Linked DNA regions of Danio rerio: region 2 is linked to region 1. The links are chromatin contacts, called in public Hi-C maps. All regions are on one chromosome and are shown on one strand. The core of a region is the stretch at or near the end of the contact, and the rest is flanking DNA. Distances in the headings are between cores, read along the strand shown.

Region 1 (4,937 bases), core at 302-2,801:
GCTAAAACCAGCCAACCAGCCTAGGCTGGTTTAAGCTGTTTTTCTCAGTAGGGTATGCACTGAATATAAATGATTTAGAATAATTAAGACACAAGTCTCTGGAACACTTTATTTTGATTGGTTGATCCACATCCAAGGTATGGTATCACCAAATAACGATGGTTCAACAAATAACACAGGCTTGTCTGGGTCCTTCGATTAATCTTGACCATCAGTAAATGCGTTCTGTATTTATATGCTTTTTTGTCGTGCTGCTATTTTTGACTGTTTGGGGCCATCTACTGAAAAAACAGCTTAAACCAGTCTAGGCTGTTTGGCTGGTTTTAGCTGGTCGACCAGGCTGGTTTTAGAGGGGTTTTGGCCACTTCCAGGCTGGTTTCCAGCCATTTCCAGCCTGGTCTTAGCTGGTCAGGCTGGGAGATGACCAGCTAAAACCAGCTTGACCAGCCTAGCCAGGCTGGGAGCCCAGCCAAAACCAGCTATGTCCAGCTTAAACCAGGCTGGTCAAGCTGGTTAAAGCTGGATTTTGCTGGTCAGTTTCCAGCCTGACCAGCTAAGACCAGGCTGGAAATGGCTAAAAACCAGCCTGGAAATGACCAAAACCCCTCTAAAACCAGCCTGGTCGACCAGCTAAAACCAGCTTACCAGCCTAGGCAGGTTTAAGCTGGATTTTTCTGCAGGTCCATCTTGTGACTGAATAATAAAAAAATTAGCGTATTCTACATTCAGCCATTTTCATTTATGTCAGCATTGCCTTTAATTAAAGAATTAATAAACTATTAGGGCTTAGAACAGGGGTGTCCTGGGGGGCAGTGTCCTGCTGAGTTTAGCTCCAACTTGCTTTAACGCACCTGCCAGGAAGTTTCTAGTATACCTAGCAAGAGCTTGTTTAGCTGGCTCAGGTGTGTTTGATTAGGGTTGGAGCTAAATGTTCCAGGACACCGGCCCTCCAGGACTGAGTGTGGACGACCATTGGCTTAGAACAATGTTTTGTGTCAACTTTTTTTTCAAAGTAGTAGTGCATGTCAGCCATTTGTTCTTGTGTGGTTATCAGTTAATGATGGAACCGTCTTCTAAATCAGGTCCTGCTAGTTTTTGCTGGAAAACAACATTTATATTTAAAGACATGACAGAATCTACAACACAGACTGAATAAAATCAAGCTCAGGCAACCATTACAAGTGAAAAGTGGCTGATTACAAACATGCCTTCTTGCTGTCATTTACAAACGATGCAGGCCCATTAATGGTTAATTACCAGTTTCCACTCGGCCCAACCATACAAGCGCAATGATTTATTGTGAGAAGAACATGGGCGCTCCTCCCATTACTGAACTCTTTCCTTTGTTTGACTTTATTAATACCAATATATTACTCAAAGAAACAAGGGTGCATTACAGCCAGAACATGCACCAAAGGATAATAAATGGCAGTATTGTGAGTGCCTAAACATTTTTGTTCATCTCCAGCTGTTTCCTTGCTCATCATGCTGCGAGATAACATGAAACACTCACGCAACAGCTTCATTTCACAGACATCTGTCATCCATTAAGGACAACACACTCGGCCTCCGAGGGGCAGAGTCTGATCTCTGAAGTCCTCTTGGGTGTGTGTATGTGCATGTGTGTGAATAGGAGGGGTTAGGCTGAAACTAGATAGGGTTCCTTTAAAACGACAGACACATTCAGCAGGACGTAATGCTGCTGAAGAGCTTAACAAGAAGGTTTCAACATTCCAAGACTCTTAACACTCAGTGTTTCTAATGACTTGGCTAATATTTGATCATTTATTAGCTCACCATGTCTCCTTTGGAGGATAAAGCAACTCTAAATACACCAACAACTAATCACATGAATTCGTCTTGGGACTGGGAGTTCAGATATTTCCAGCTTGGTAATCTTGTACCACAGTGCAATCCCAAAATCAAAGCTTTGGTCATTACACAATAAAATGAAGAGTATGTGATATGGACTTAAATAAGATGTTTATTTTGGCTGGAAGATAGAGGGGTCTGGGATTATCTCAGCAATGATAATTAAACAATATTTTGCTGAGGGTGCTTTCACACTTGGACGTTTGTTTCGGAACCTGTCTCGTTTGCCCAGTTAGCGCGGTTTGTTTGTTTGGCGATCGCGCTTGGATCTGCGCCAAATCAATCGGTCCGAGATTGCCTTAGGTGGTCTCGGCTATGGATGCAAGGCCATAAGGACACCTGCGTTCTGTTCTGTAACTCATGATAAGGCGCACCTGCACATGCGCCCACACCATAGACTGTAAAATATATGGACGTAGTGTTCGTGACGTCACCCATAGGTTTCTAAAGAGCGCAAAAGAAGCCACAAGTAGGCGCGGCCAACCGTTGTCATTTTGTTTGCGCGTCATCACACCCACAGCGGGATACCAAACAAGGGCAAAGAGGCGGAGAGTGAGCGGAGCTACAGACACCTGCTGGCATTTAGCTTGGACCTGGTTCAGACACCTGGTTTACTTTGGGAGAAACGCTTAATACTTTATCACCTGCGACTTGTTTGTGTATTGACCACATGTGCTTGGCTGTACACTATATCAATAAAGTGTTTAGACTTTAAAAACACTGCTGTAATACATTGAGCCACTAAACTTTGTTCTTATTTCGTTTAACAGGAGGAAAACGCGAATTACTTCCAAACACTTCAGATATAGTCTGTGTTAGTTAATGTAGGACTATTGATGAAATCCAGCATAACACTGTATGACAACACTTCAGATGACTGTTCTAGAGCCCACAGCTTATCAATTCGTCAGATTCTGAAGTGCATTACAGCTCTAAATATAAATATAAACGATAAATGATCTTAAATAAAACAAATACATGTATAGAGATGGTATATGAGAATATAACTTTACTCACATGGGAAACGGAGGCCACGTGAATGGTTTGTGAGCACAATTAAGTGCACACAGCATGCCATGCCATCTAATAATTGTAGGAAACAAGTCCAAAAGGCAGATGACTGTGTAAAGCCACAGAAAACAACACAGAAATACGATAAATATGCCGAGTTCAGTGGCTAATCTGCAGAGGTGACGTGACGGCGACAAGCGAGACCTAACTGTCACTCAAGTGGCCACTCCCTTAATTATGCAAACTTAATATAACTTAATATAAAGGAAACGGATGAGTTATAAAAAAAATTCACCCCCCTCACAGTTGTCATGAAGGGTAATATTAGCTGTATTAACCAAAATCTTTTTTTGTACCAGGCTGTAAACACCTTTTTTCTGCTGTAAAGTTGGATATTCTAACAGTGGGCTCAATTGAAATTTGCTCTATTTTGGAGCCAGGAGCGGCCAGGACTAGCGCAATTTCAGATGAATTGCAGTTTTAGTTACTTCCGTATTGGCTTCCTGAGGGAGAGCAGGAGGTTGCCGCTTGGCCCACACTCATTTGTACTGACATCTAAAAAATTATGAGTACCAATGAACTTCTGCTGAACTTACAGTTGACAGCTCAGTGGACAGTGAACAAGATATATTGTTGAGCATTGTTTTTTTGGCCGAGTCATCACTTTTGAAACAGGAAGGAAAGACCTTAACTGGACATGGGTAAGACCCCTGTATGACCCTGAGATTCTATTGGTGGCGGGCACCTGAGAGATTTAGGATATCATTAGCGAAGAAGCTGATGACGGTGTGTAATGTGTGAATTTGGGTGGAGTATTAAGACAGAGAAATGTATTTAAACTATGTGCATGCCTATGTTCGGCAGACACTCGAACGACCTGTCTCTGTTGCTACTGATGCTGTGACAATAAACAGCTTCGCCAAAAGACTTCGGAGATCTCAGACCTTTTCATTTTTTTGAAATGTTTGACTTAGAAACTTAGAATATTTTGCAGACCAGAATCTTTTATCACTGGAAAACATCCATACACACTCATTCACACCCACACTCATACACTACGGTCAATTTTAGCATACCCAATTCACCTGTACCACATGTCTTTGGCCTTGTGGGGGAAACCAGAGCACCCGGAGGAAACCCAAGCGAACATGGGGAGAACATGCAAACTCCATTCAGAAATGCCAACTGGCCCAGCCGAGGCTCAAACCAGTGACCTTTTTGCTGTGAGGCGAACGTGCTACCCACTGCGCCACCGCGTCACCCCCAATTTCTTATCATCATAACAGTAATGACCTCTTAAGCACTAATTAAGTATTTGATAATCAGGACATGGGATTCAAAACTCAGAAACCCAAAACTTATTTCTTTGTACGATTCGTACCAATCAAACAGTTGAACGGACAAATGTGTCACATCTAGTTTGATTAGCTCTACAGAAATCCAGTTGCTCTACTCCCAAACCTCTTCACAAGAAACATTTGCATTCGGTGTGAAAGGGCCTGAGGCGGGAAATTCTTTGCTTCCGATAGAGATACAAACGTAAGTAAGTGTACGGTACACACCTTCCATAAATGCTACTCTTATTGTGTGACTCTGGGAGTGGAAAAAGACTGTAAACGAATTAAAAGCATGTACACGAGACAAAACACGCAATGCTTACAGCAAGCGGCGGATGTTCACAAGGACGACTATAACATGAACAGTACCGATGCTTGTTAGAGGAGGGAAGACACAATGAGGGTGGATTTTAGCAACCATCCGTCAAAACATTAAGTGGCGTTTAATTATAGCTTAGCTGTAGCCAGAAGACTCGTACAGGCTTCACCTCTTTTTCATCTATACTAAAAACCAAGCAAGTGTGAGAGCATTCCTTAAAGACGTTTTGTGAGGCCACTTAGACATCATGCTGGATTTACACACAATCAATTCATAAGCTGTTATTATTCATCAAGTTATAACATATGCCTTGTTGACTATGTTGTCTCGGGTTTAAGGGATAGTTCAAGCCAAAAATTTTATATATATATATATATATATATATATATATATATATA
Region 2 (4,668 bases), core at 791-3,290, 140 kb before region 1:
GTACCTTCATACTCCACGAATGGCAAATATTTTAACTTGCATTTATAAACACCCTTAAAAAAGAACAACATTGATTACACTGGTTTTAATCTGCAAGAATAAAGGTGGAATAGCTTTCACAGCATAATACTACTCACTACTACACTCGTCTCTGGAGGACTTTTATAAGGGCTACTATTTACTCATATCTTGAGTAGTATTTAAACGGATACTATTACTCTACTTGCACTGCAAGTATTAGTACTGTTATGTACCACTGTATCTCACAAGTAGGTTTGAAAAATAAAGATGGACTTGAAGATTCTGTTTTATTCAAGCGAAAGACAGACCACAACTGAGCAGGTTGTACTTCCTGCTTCCCTTCACGCATCAACAGCAAAATAATAGTTCTTCGCATGAAAGTCCTTTACATAAACATCCCAAAAATGACATCCTGGGCCGGGTTTTTCAAAAGGTTTAATCCGAATAAAATTGATCCGGATTTAGTAATCCTGTTTTTGCGATCCGTGAACACGTAATCCAGCTTACTTTTTGAGCCAGTTTTTCAAAGCAATATCGGACTGGATCAATCTGATCTGGATAGGAACTTTTCAGGATCACTAAATCTGGATTACCAGTGCTCAAACAGGATAGGACATCACAATGTAGAACTACAGATATGTAAAGAGTAAAATAGCATGGGGTCTATATAACTTTATTTTTATTTGAAATGAAAACTAAGAAAATTTAATAATTATTAAAATAATAATAATAAATAAATAATAATAAAAACAAGAAAAACAACTCTTTAAGCAGTCCGGTCATTTGAGACCTACAACACTGTACATTGAGGATATTTATAATAAGTTTCAAATATAAATGTAAATAAAAAAAAGACTTAATGTCAAAAACTCCACAATAATGTCAGACTTCCACATCTGATGTGGGGAGACCAGCTTGTCTGAGCGCAGCCTTTAGGAGGCGGATCTCAAGTCATTGGCCTTGGTTTGCTGCAGTTTGGTCAAAGTCAGTTGTTCCTCTACCAGGTGAAGCTGTGCTTCTGCCCTTTCAGTCTCTTTTTGCAATTGTTGAAAGAGATTTCAAAAATCCGTCATTGCCATTCTTTGCATTTTTTTTATTTATTATGTAATCATTGCATGCATCACTAATAAATATTCTAAAAAGAAAAACATTTTCCATTGTGATGAATATATATATATATATATATATATATATATATATATATATATATATATATATATATATATATATATATATATATATATATATATATATATCAATTAGTGAAAGAATAAAATGTATTGTTTTTGGTCAGTTTTGACAGCTGTTTGGGGGATTATTTTATGAGGCCAAACTCTTTCTACTTTGCTGTAGGCCTATACTGAAAGGCTGAATACGTTAAAACCTATAATCACTACAGCCTATCGGATGAACAAATAAAATGAAAACCTTATGAATAAATAGTATATCTCGTAAGATTCTGTATGATCCAAAAACAGTATTATTTAATACATTTTTTAAGTTTTCATTACATTTTGGGCATGAAATCCACTCTAAATCCACCCTTCTGATGGGATCAGTTTAATCCAGGTTTTTTGGATCAAAGTGATCCAGATCCTACAAAAAAGGTCTGAAAAACCCAAACTAAAGGTTTGATCCGGATCAAAACCAAGATTGGATTATGTGATCTAATCCGATTAGGTAATCGTTTTTTTATTTTTGAAAAACCCATTTTCAAGATTTGATCCAATCCCTTTTCCAAAATCCTAGTGGATTACTTTTACCCTAGTGCAGGGGTGTCCAAACTCGGTCTTGCAGGACTGATGTCCTGCATATTTTAGTTCTAACTCAAATTAAACAACACTTGAACCATCTAATCAAGCTCTTTCTAGGTATACTAAAAACTTCCAAGGAGGTGTGTTGAAGGAAGTTGGAGCTAAACTATGCATGACACCGGCCCTCCAGGACCCAGTTTGTACACCCCTGACTTAGAGAGTCCTCTTCCACCAATGATTAACAGGAATCATTTCAATTTCTCTCCACATGAGGGCAGCACAGCACAATAGAGTTTAGAGATTTATGCAGAACCAGAGCCACATTTCTCCGTATTCTCCATCTGGGCCACTTTCTCTCTTGGAAACAACATCTAGAGTTATGTTGCTATGAAATAAATTTATGCCGTGCGTTAGACAGCTCGAAAAAGCATCAATGGCCGTCTTGGGCCTCCTCAAACCTTCACGCACACACATGTAAACACATGGGTCCGAGTGTAGGGAGCCGTGTATATTTCCTCCAATTTGAGGGGAGGGACGGGGGTCTGCGGGTCTGGTGACCACATGTCTCCTGTTGGCTTTTGTGGCGCTTATTGCTGGGTTGAGTTTCCCACTAAAGCTCTATACAAGGTCTGAAAGAAACCTTCTGAAAACATTGTGTCGAGAGGTAGGTGAGGACAGGGGTCTGACTGGAGACCCTTTTGACCCCTGTATACTACAATGCGTCTGACATTACCTTCACTCGTCGCCTCACACACACACACAGACTTGTTCCTATATCCCGGTGGGGACTCTCACAGACATAGGTCCAAGATGTTTCTATTATACATCGAAATTATTATACATACACTATTATACCATATTTTCTCTACCCTCACCCCAAACCTTACAGGAAACACTTTAAAAATTCCAAATGAAGTGGGATTTATAAGCATGTTTACTCATGTGGGCCAATTTTCCCAAGTCACCATGAGTCTGTGTGCATTCAGGTTTAAGTCCCAACCTGGATATTAAAAGCAAGTACACACACATGGGTTTTCATGTATTATGGGGTCTTTCCATAGCTGTAATTATTCTTATACAGTTTAGACGCTATATTTTATCCCCCGACCCTCAGAGGAAACATTCTGCAGTTTTACATTTTCAAAATAAGTCATTCTGTATGATTTATAAGCATGTTTACCCACGGGGACCTCACTTTTCTCAGGTCCCCATGAGTCTGTGTTAAAGGATTAAGTTCCCACTAGGATATAAAAACATGGATGCACACACAAACACTGGATTTTTTTAATGTTTTACGGTGCCTTTCTATAGTTGTAGTTATGCTTATACTGTACAGAGTGTATTTTCTATCCCCCGACCCTCACTGGAACCAATTTTTAATTTTCAAAGTACTTTATTTTGTGTGATTTATGAGCCGTGTTCCTCGCTGGTACAAAATAAATTTCCCCACACCGTCAAAAATTGCTGTTATTGTTATTATTGTTGGAACATTTGGTCCCCAAAACATAGTAAATACTAGGACCGCACACACTCATCCGACAACCATAAACTTCCTCCTTTATCAATTACAGCTGACATGGTTTCATCATGAGAAAAGTGAATTACATTTGTACAAGCCAATTGTATTCCCAATTGTTATCCCAATAGTATGACATATTTGATTAAATAATATTGGAATGATTTAAAGGGAATCACTGCAGACTTGAGTAATGCTGAAATGCATCATAGAGATACTCTTTATTAGGTACACCTGTCCAACTGCTTGTTAACGCAAATTTGTAATCACATGGCAGCAACTCAATGCATTTAGGCATGTAGACATGGTCAAGACGATCTGCTGCAGTTCAAGCCGAACATCTGAAGGGGAAAGAAAGGGGATTTAGGTGACTGAACATGGCATGGTTGTTGGTGCCAGACGGGCTGATCTGAGCATTTTAGAAACCGCTGATCTACTGGGATTTTCACGCACAACTATCTTTAGGTTTACACAGAATGGTCCGAAAAATATGCAGTGACTGGCAGGTCAGAGGAGAATGGCCAGACTGGTTCCAGCTGATAGAAAGGCAACAGTAACTCAAATAAGCACTCGTTACAACCGAGCTCTGCAGAAGAGCATCTCTTAACACACAACACGTCCAACCTTGAGGCGGATGGGCTACAGCAGCAGAAGAGCACACCGGGTGTCGCTCCTGTCAGCTAAGAACAGGAAACTGAGGCTACAATTCACACAGGCTCACCAAAACTGGACAATAGAAGATTGGAGAAATGTTGCCTGCTCTGATGAGTCTCCATTTCTGCTGACACATTCGGATGGTCGGGTCAGAATTTGGCATCAACAGTATGAAAGCATGGATCCATCCTGCCTTGTATCAACAGTTCAGGCTGGTGGTGGTGAGGGATATTTTCTTGGCACACTTTGGGTTCATTGGTATTGAGCATGGTGTCAATGCCACAACCTACTCTAGTATTGTTGCTGACCATGTCCATCCCTTTATGACCACAGTAAACCCATCTTCTGGAGCGTGAATCATCTCAGACTGGTTTCTTGAACATGACGATGAGTTCACTGTACTCAAATGGCCTCCACAGTCACTAGATCCTAATCCAATAGAGCAGCTTTGGGATGTGGTGGAACGGGAGATTGGCATCATGGATGTGCAGCCGACAAATCTGCAGCAACCGTGTGATGCTATCATGTCAATATGGAGCAAAATCTCTGAGGAATATTTTCAGTAGCTTGTTGAATCTATTCCACGAAGGATTGAGGTAGTTCTGAAAGCAAAAGGGGGTCCAACCCGGTACTAGTAAGGTGTACCTAATAAAGTGGCCGGCGAGTGTGTAGTACATCTTAAAATGTTCAAACAGTAAAATGTATTTTAATTGTGATAATGTT

Evidence for each region. A called contact is a pair of places that touch in the nucleus more often than the background predicts.
Region 2: a contact with region 1 is called in a Hi-C map of an unstated tissue, with 4 times the contacts expected there. The contact joins two enhancer-like sites. A contact is called at or near these places in 3 of 18 Hi-C or Micro-C datasets (caudal fin, hematopoietic stem cells and an unstated tissue) and 1 of 4 datasets of contacts at active chromatin or transcription factors (caudal fin).

The regions. Positions count from the first base shown.
Region 1 is chr17:56,564,200-56,569,136 of GRCz12tu, reverse strand. No RefSeq gene overlaps it. Among named protein-coding and RNA genes, the nearest start is that of zgc:113377, 9.5 kb to the right of the region's middle. Within about 2 kb of position 1,551, at least 5 of the 62 cell types and tissues checked have an H3K27ac peak or open chromatin away from gene starts, as enhancers often do.
Region 2 is chr17:56,703,928-56,708,595 of GRCz12tu, reverse strand. The region is part of intron 2 of LOC103909099 (a long non-coding RNA gene); the gene reads left to right. Among named protein-coding and RNA genes, the nearest start is that of ddhd1a, 14 kb to the left of the region's middle. Within about 2 kb of position 2,040, at least 19 of the 62 cell types and tissues checked have an H3K27ac peak or open chromatin away from gene starts, as enhancers often do.